Linked DNA regions of Hordeum vulgare: region 1 is linked to region 2. Evidence: chromatin contacts called from public Hi-C data. All regions are on one chromosome and are shown on one strand. Each heading gives the region's core, a stretch centred on a gene start, on an enhancer-like site or on the middle of the called end of the contact. The rest is flanking DNA. Distances are from core to core; before and after follow the strand shown. Region 1 holds the start of LOC123402253. Region 2 has its middle 150 kb from the start of LOC123402657.

Evidence for each region. A called contact is a pair of places that touch in the nucleus more often than the background predicts.
Region 1: a Hi-C map of seedling shows a contact between it and region 2, with 2.9 times the contacts expected there. The contact joins the promoter of LOC123402253 here to the enhancer-like site in region 2. A contact is called at or near these places in 2 of 6 Hi-C or Micro-C datasets (leaf and seedling).

What each region holds. Positions count from the first base shown.
Region 1 is chr6H:189,611,501-189,615,693 of MorexV3_pseudomolecules_assembly, forward strand. LOC123402253 reads left to right here and starts at 2,135. Exons shown (of 5, transcript XM_045096146.1): 1 at 2,135-2,521; 2 at 3,933-4,183. The coding sequence starts at 2,463.
Region 2 is chr6H:188,642,594-188,647,027 of MorexV3_pseudomolecules_assembly, forward strand. No RefSeq gene overlaps it. Among protein-coding and RNA genes, the nearest start is that of LOC123402657, 150 kb to the right of the region's middle. Within about 2 kb of position 2,393, at least 3 of the 3 cell types and tissues checked have open chromatin away from gene starts, as enhancers often do. A contact at or near this core is called in leaf and seedling, where this site is marked.

The DNA of each region.
Region 1 (4,193 bases), core at 885-3,384, 970 kb after region 2:
GATCCAATCTGCAGCAGAGCAGCACAACCTATAGCAGACCAACAGAGCAGCTATAGGATCAAACTGGAACAATAAGCAGCAGAACAACATAGCAGATCTGGGATTTTCACTCTAGTGGCAAAAGGGCTGTCAACTTGAGCTACACGAGGTCCTCTCCTCACCCAACCCGTGTCAACTTGAGCTACGACTCCTCCTCATGGGGCGAGCTACAGGGGGTCAATTTTAGCCAAAGCAAGCACCGAATCAGAAGATGTTTGAGAGGAGCTATAGGATCAATTCCACAAGGATCTCAGGCTCTTGATTGGAGCTGTGGCGGCCGGCGAGGGGCGGCGAAGGAGCTCTGGCCGGCAGGGGAGCTGTGGCCGGCGGGGATGGAGCTCACGCTCTCGATTGGAGCCGAGGAAGACAGAGGGAGATGAGGGAGCTGCAGACTGGAGGGCCCTGACGGAGGGGAGGAGCCTGGCAGAGGGGCCCGACGGAGGGGAGGAACCTGGAGGAGGGATGGGCCTGGCGGAGGGAGGGGCGTGGCGGACGGGAGGGGCGTGGCGGACGGGAGGAAGACGACGATCTCAGGGTGAATTTTAAATCAGGGGTAGTTTGGTATTTTTACATGTTTTCACCTGGTCCGAAAATACTCCGAGCAACAACTATTTCGAAACGGAGGGAGTAATATTCTAATCTATACCTAATAATAAAGCGGCTATTGCTTCCGTCGGAAAACCCACCACAACATTTTTATAAAAAAGCCCATGTAATTTTTGTTATTCAACCCGCACTCCATCATTTATCTGCAACGCAAAAGAAAAAAACGATTCGCTGCAAAAATTATACCCGTACGCATCGCCTCGTCCCGTCGACCCTGGGCCACCCTGGCCTGTGCCCAGGCCGCCGCCACACCACTCGCCGCCGCGGCCGACCTCAACCGCCACTGCTGCCGATCTCAACCCACCCGCCTCCGCGGCTGTACCTCTCCCCGCTCACTGCCCCCGTTGCGACGCTCGAGCGCATCGCGTCGACCCTGGTCCACCCTAGCATGTGCCCAGGCCACTGCCACACCACTCGTCGCCGCGGCCGACCTCAATCACCATTGTCGTCGATCTCAACTCGCCCGCCTCCGCGGTCGTACCTCTGCCCGCTTGCTGCCTCTGTTTCGGCGCTCAAGCACAGCTTCTGAATCAAATCAACGCGACAGCTATAGCGACTTGGGATGATGCGTCTGCTCGATGCAGAACGGCGGCGGCGCGCGGATAAGGCGCGGCGGAGCGAAGTACTTGCAGGTGGAGGCGGGCCTCCATGGCTCACACGGGGAACTCCGAGGTTATGACGCGGCAACGGCGACTCCTTATGGCCAGATAGAGGCGTCTAACTCTTGCTCCCTTCATCGTATCCCCTCCTCCGGCAGGAACTCATCATCTCGTGAGATCCCCTCCCCATGCCTCCAACCGTGTGCCAAGCACCGACAAGAAATTTTGTTTTGTGGGAATTTGTTTGCTGATGAATGAATGTATTGAATGTAAGATTGCATTGTTATAGAGAGAGAGAATGGAACACCACCTTTAGTTTGTCATCTCATCCCACATTCTCTACCCCATGAGTGAAATAAGATAACAGTCCCTTGATCAATTCACGTAGCCTCTTTATTTTGCTTTGCTTGTCCCGCTTAATTTCTCATCATGGTGGAATTAACAATGGACGGGTTGATTTCTCAACAAAATAAGATAGGACTGACTACATTAGTTAGTTAGCTTATTATTTTCATAAATCAAAATGATTATAAAAGATTAAAAGCGTGTGGTATTTTTTTCTCCCGTTACAACGCACGGACCCTTTTACTAGTCCTTATAACCTGTTTATGTCACCTTATTGCACCTGTTCTTAACCTTAGAAAACGCAATCGTCCCCTCAAAACAAGTAATCCTAGCGAGGACGACTGATCCGGGCTCCAACGAATCCCCGGGGTAGGCCCCACCTGTCACCCTCGCACGGGCTCTACCACTTTCCCTCCGCCCTGCACACGCGGAGCAATCCAGCCACTTGCACGCGGGATTTCCCCCTGCCGGGCGCCTAGCTTAGCTAGCCTAGCAACGCAACGTACTAGCTCAAAAAAAAGAAAAAAAGAAAAAAGAAGAAGCTAGCACAGCAACGCCAACCAACTGCAATGATTCTCCCCCACCCCGCGCCCAAACCAAAAAGCAGATAAGGGGGAAGAAAGCCGCCACCTAATAATGTCCTAATCCCCCCGACCTCCTCCCCTCGATCGAATTCCAAATTCCAATCCAAGGAGAGAAAAAAAAAGCGACTGAGAGCAACGGTGCGCGCGTGCGTGCGAGCCCAGGCGAGGTAGCCGATCCCCCGGACGTACGGGTGGTTCTAGGGTTAGGGTTTGCGCCGGCTGCATCGGTGGCGGCGTCGGCGGGGCTGGGGACCGTGCGTGGGCCTCCTTCGACGGCGAACCGGATGCTATGCTGCTAGGCTGCGGGTCGCTCTCCTCGTGGGTGCGCCGCCTCGTCGCCTGCGTGGGGTACGACTCCTTACCTGCCTATCTATCCACCTCGCTGCATCTCTCGCTCGCCATCTTCTTGTCAGCTCGGCACTCTGCCGCCGCGCGATTGCTCCGTCTCAGGTTATTAGAGGAGACCTGTATCGTATCGCGCGGGAAGTGGATCGCTGCTCCCGTTTGGTCCGGATGATTTTGTGATTCTCGGTAGTTTCTCAGAGCTAGTCTGCGCGATGAGACCAAGGTGATTTTTTTTTTTAATTGTCGTGTAGGCGCTGCGGTTCGTATGATGAAACGTGTTCATGATAGCGGTACCAATCTGCAATGATCTCTGTTATTAGACAGGTTTCACGCATGCATTTAAGGTCTCTGTATTCATTTACCCGATCAGCTCCTGTCGGTCAGAAATAATTGGAGGGGTCAGTTGTTTGAACTCGACCTGAATGATTGCTTCATATGGTACCATGTCTTTGTGGTCATTACCTGCCCAAAGAATGTTCGGTGGTTTCCCAGCAAGGCTGTTTGTAGACTTACTTTTGGTCTGCTGTTAGGTTCCTTGTAGCTCCTTGTTCTTTCCTGCCCCCGAAGCTTCCAGATAGTGGCTTTCTAGGAAGGTTTAGCATAAATCTTCTTGCACGGAGCAGGGAAACCTGTATTGATGTTTTGCTTGGTAGAGTAATATTGAATTTTGTATTTGCTTGCGGAAATAGAAAAGACAAATTATCAGTCGTGTAACTGGTTGCTCAGATTAGCTGATATTTCTAAACAAACTTAGGCTTAAGATTAAGAATGTGAGTATACTGCAGAGTATTATCATGTACTCGTATATCTTTTTCCTTTGCAAAATGCATAGATTCAACTTCAACATATGTAGCTAACAACTTCCCAAATTTGACGGGGAACGCGTCGTAGTTGCTGATGTTTGCCATGTGCTCAAATATCAATATGGTATAATCTTTGTTGATTACTGAAGTACAAAAAGAAGACATTTTTGGATATGTGCAGATCTAGTATAGCGTCTTTTTTACCCCCGAGTATCAAGTACGAATGAATACTTATTCTTGATCCACTTCTGAATGTGTACAGAGTCATAACTGATTGGATATGATATTAGAGAAGTTTCATATGTTCTAAATCAGCACATATTCTGTATATACTATTTAAAATTTTAAATGATTAACACGCAAGTTAGATTTTATTTTAATGTTCTATTTTAAGGAATCTAGCTTTCATCAGTTGCTTACATGTTTCATGTAATCACAAATTCACAATGAAAAACCAGGCAACTACTGTAAAATCTTGTTGTAAGCCTGGAGTGGAAGTTGATCTCATAATATGTTTTACTGATGCATTTTCTTGGTTCCCTTTATTGCAACTTCTCTTAAATACTTGGTTCTAATCATTTATTGGTCAATCCTGGTTTGCAACAGAGCAGAAATTGTTTTGGATGTGCGAAGTCTACACCTATAACAGCTGTTGATGAGCCTTCCAAAGGTTTAAGGATCCAAGGACGCTCGATAAAACACCGTAGTTTGTCTGAAGATTTCTGGAGTACAAGTCCACGTGAAATGGAGAACAGTGCCTTGCAGTCACAGCGTAGTATGTCTTCCATTAGCACAGCAGCACAATCTAGTGAACAGCATGGAGCTGGAAGTAGCAGCAACCCAAATGAGTTTGTAAATCAAGGTAAAAATAT
Region 2 (4,434 bases), core at 1,143-3,642:
TGTGGACAAAGGATTCAACCTAATTGGTAGGAATCAGTGGGATCCTCCTGGTGGTGGTTGCAAGCACACACGGATATTTGTGTCAATTTAGTTAATCATGTTACTACTTGCCAATATATATTTTAATATAATAGAATCCTATAGTTTTCTTCAATACAGAGGGAATACATTTCTAACTAATATTTCGGTACATTCATGCAACCTATCTTTTGCATTTAAATCGAAGATGCAATAGGCAATCATAGCAAACCTATATAATGCATAAACCTTTACTTAGAAGGATTAAAGAATATGAATTGTCCCATCTATTATAATTGATGATGTCTATGCAATCGACACAGCAAACAAATACTACGCCAAATGATCACGCACAGAACCACCAAAAACCTTAGTTTCATATGAAGTTGCCTAACGGAATCTGTAGCATACATCGACTAATAAAGCTTGAGCATGCTTTAGTTTAAAGTAGGGCGCATTCAGGAATCAAAAGCATACAAATCGATTATTTATTATGGTTGGAAAAGAACTATTTTTAAAGTGGAGTGTGCGATCAAGAAGTTCGTCACACTTAGCCGCTTCTTATTGACACATGGAAATTTCAAATTTGCATTTTTTTAAGTTTGTGTTAGTGTATTTTTGGAGTATTGAGTGTGTAGGAATTGGTATAATAAAGTTTCAATAAGATGGCATCATTATATCCATTGTCAATTTAGCTAAACATCTTTTTTAGCAAAAAAACCTATGAACCTTGTAATATATGGTGTTGAAATTTTGCGAGGAATAGTTGATGACCCTTTGACCAAATACACTTTGATCATTGATTAATTTTAATATGTCACTTGTCCCACGACATGGATCACTTGTTCCTAGAACTTCGTCTGATGAAGGAGAAACTGGAGAACTACGTTGATGAGGCCTCAACGACTAGATCATGGAGCCAAAATGTGCTTCGCTCCACCACGGATGCTTGGTTGAAAGAAGGGTTGAAGTCTTACTTTATTATATCAAAGTCTTACTTTATAATGGATGTGAAATGGACGTCCCCGTCTCACATGAGAGGTACAAGGATAAGGTTTGCAATTTGAGCACTTGAAGATTCATTGTGAAAAAAATCTATCTCTCTATGTTTGTATTAATGTTCATCAATGTGATGAATCCGTTCACAAATAGCTTGATGATCTCCATTAGTCATGATTTGCTATTGATTTTTTGTTCATTATGTATCTTTGACTATCCAACTCCATGAATGAATTCATGTTCATATTTATATTTTCATATTCCATATTTAGAGCACGCATGTTGAGATGTGTGGAGGCATATTAAGATGTTAATATTTATGTGTATGCATTGGAGTCCATAACAACGCACAGAAGTAATGATTTGGCGAACATCATCGAAGCGCTTCGGTCCTCTCTCACAGAGAAAAAAGTGACTTTGACCTTTCACTAATAGGCATTTTGGCATTACTCCTGCGTCAAATAGGTGGTGCGTATAATTTACCCGGTTCATATTTATATTTTGCATAGATGCCAGATGCTACTTTCGTAGAGGTCATCATGCGTGTGATTCCTGACTCTCCCTCTGCAAAGTCGATCATGGGGGAAACTTGTTGGTATGGTCTGAGCTGCAGCTCGGAAGCAGCAACACGACACACAAATCCCGCCCTCGTCAACCTGTTGATCTCCGGGCCCTTCTAGAAGCTCGTAGCTCAAGGCGTACGTAGAAAAATCCTTAACGTCCCTGCAGGGGTACCGAGTGAAGTTTCTTTCTCTCATTCTCCAGGTGTCCGGCTCGAGTTCCCTCCACTCACACTACCATCAGTACTATGCCACGGCCCTGCAGCACAGAGCACACGTGCACTTGAGTTTCGGATAAGCTCGGGCACGGCCGACGGTACAAGTGCCAAAAAAACACTCGTAGATATGCAATCGCAACGCGGAAGCTGCGAACAGAATACTCCTGCCATCCCCCAAAACCAAGACCGGAAACACCGTGACGAATTCGGTGCATTTCCCCGAGCTGCTGCTCCCGATGGACGACGACGGGCCGACCGGTGCCGTACTCGTACTCGACCGACCGACCGACCGGTTCTGACGGCGACGACACACGCGCGGAGGCAGGACAGGTGGCGTCGCGGCTGAATCCTTGCCGCGAACACCTGGGCGATCGGGTTCCGTACGCTCCGCTTGGACCCTGCGCGGCCGGCCAGATGGCGCCCCGCGGGATGGATAGCTCCAGCCGGCGACAGGTGTCCCCTCGACGGCGACGGCTCTCCACGGCCCTCGCACTCGCCGCGGCAGCAGCGGGACGGTCGAAAAGGAAGCGAGCGATCGTGATCGAGGACGTACTACAGTTGTTGTTGTTGCGCACGCACGTTATTAGGCGGGGGCGCGGGGCAGACATCTCGCGGGCAGCGCGTTGGCCGCATGTTTCGCCGGCTCGGATGTGGTGGTCGTCGGTCGCTTGCGTCGTCGGAGCGGATACTTGCCAAGTCACGCTACTGCTACGTGCAGCGACGAACGATGGTGTTTACTTTCTTTCAAGATCGACCAACGAAGATGGGTCGAACCTTCGGCTGTCCCTTTCCCCGGATCTTGCCTTGCTGGGTCTGGAGTGCAGGAGTACGTACGCAGCTGTCAGTGACCTCCCTTTTTTCGACTTCTTTCTTTTTTCTCCTGAAAAAGGAAAAGAACAAGCGGGGGCGTCCGTGTAGTTTCATGCCTGCCTGCATAGCCCAAAGTGTTGTTTATTTTAATGAAAGATTTTGACCGGCTTTGGTGAGTCTAGATTAAAGGCGGAAAACCCAATAGGGGGCCAACTATATATTTCTCTTTTTTTTTTGGAAAAGGAGGGCAACTAATGTTGGATTATAGATGGACATAGGCCCATATAAGACAATAATCTTAATCATGTGAATATACGGTAAGTGATGAAATATTTAGTACCATACTGCTATACTACTAAGAGTGAGACCTCTTTATAAAAACTGTTCTATCACTTTTCATTGAGAGCTTGCGAAGAGAAGTTGTCCACGCGTGCTTTTCCTCCGCCGCCATACCTCACCCCAACACGACGCGCCCCGCGGGTTGCGGGAATGAGCCAAGCCTTAATTTTGACGGTTAGATGGTTCACTAAACGAACGTGACAATGTCTGAGATGTTGAACAATGGGCTGTTCACGGACTCAATCGTGTGTCTGGCCCAGGCCCATCTACCCGACGACCTATATAAGGTGATCGAGTGTGGAGTGTAACCTAATCCGTTCACTCTCTTCGTCTGTGTACAACCCTAGTTGTCACCCTAGCCGTCACCAAACGAAACTGCAGTTTGAGCTCGCAATCTACCGAAGCTTGCCATACAATGAAAAATTCCGCTTCAATATCTTGGAGTTTCTCTTTCCCATTAAACTATCCTTCATACGTTCACGGACGCGCCCGGTTAGTGATCGGACAGAAAAGAGAAAGATAAAAATGATTCAACCGAATCTTTCATATTATCTCTGTATGTCTAAGTTGTCCGTGAATCCTTATATCTATTTTAAATACAAGAAGAATATGAAGGCTCGCGGACGCGTCCGGTCAGTCCCCTACGTAGGATGCGACCCCATTCCAGATCTTTTTTCCTTATTCATTTTTTTCTTTTCTCTCCCTCCTTCTTCATCAATCACATGTAAGTGACCGCACATATGAAGAAAAAATTAAGAAACATGAATGTGCGTACGAACAAATAAAAGACATGTCTGATCACGTTCGTAGATGTTTAAGGGATCATATTTGGTATGTCCAGCAGTATATTCAAAGTTTGGGCTTGGTTTCATGTGCGTCTAGTTATGTTTGTGACCCCTTTTTGTTGAGCTCGGTTTGGCCATACCCCGAATGACGTCATCTTGCACTGCAGTTAATTAGCGTCCTAATTAACGCACTGGCTAATTGGTTCTTCATCGTCTCACAGTGACAAATCACAAAGTGGCACGCAAAGGAGGACCATTAGACGAGAAGTGGTCTTGACAGGTATGAACAGGGGCGGGCCCAGGATTTAAAGAACGTGTATTCAAAATTTCAAAGTCAATTTTTCCATGGCATATAGCCTTACTTTTGCCATGTATAACCAAATATATCACCATAATTCATGTGGAAAATTCAAATGCTCATGCCTAAATAATTTATGATTCACTGCAAAGAAACTACAAATTTGTATATACTAAAAAGAAAGCCAAATAGATAAATTAACTTATTGTTGTATCCATACTATTGGTGTTCGATGAGGCTCGCACAGCCGGCTTACTGGGCAACGGAAAACGAAGATGATGCATCGACACGTGTAACCAGCAGTGTGTGTAACAATACATAGATTTAACGCAACTAAGATAAGATTCGACACAAGAAAAAAAAGCCAAATATTGACATCGGAGTATAAAGATGTATTAAGATATACG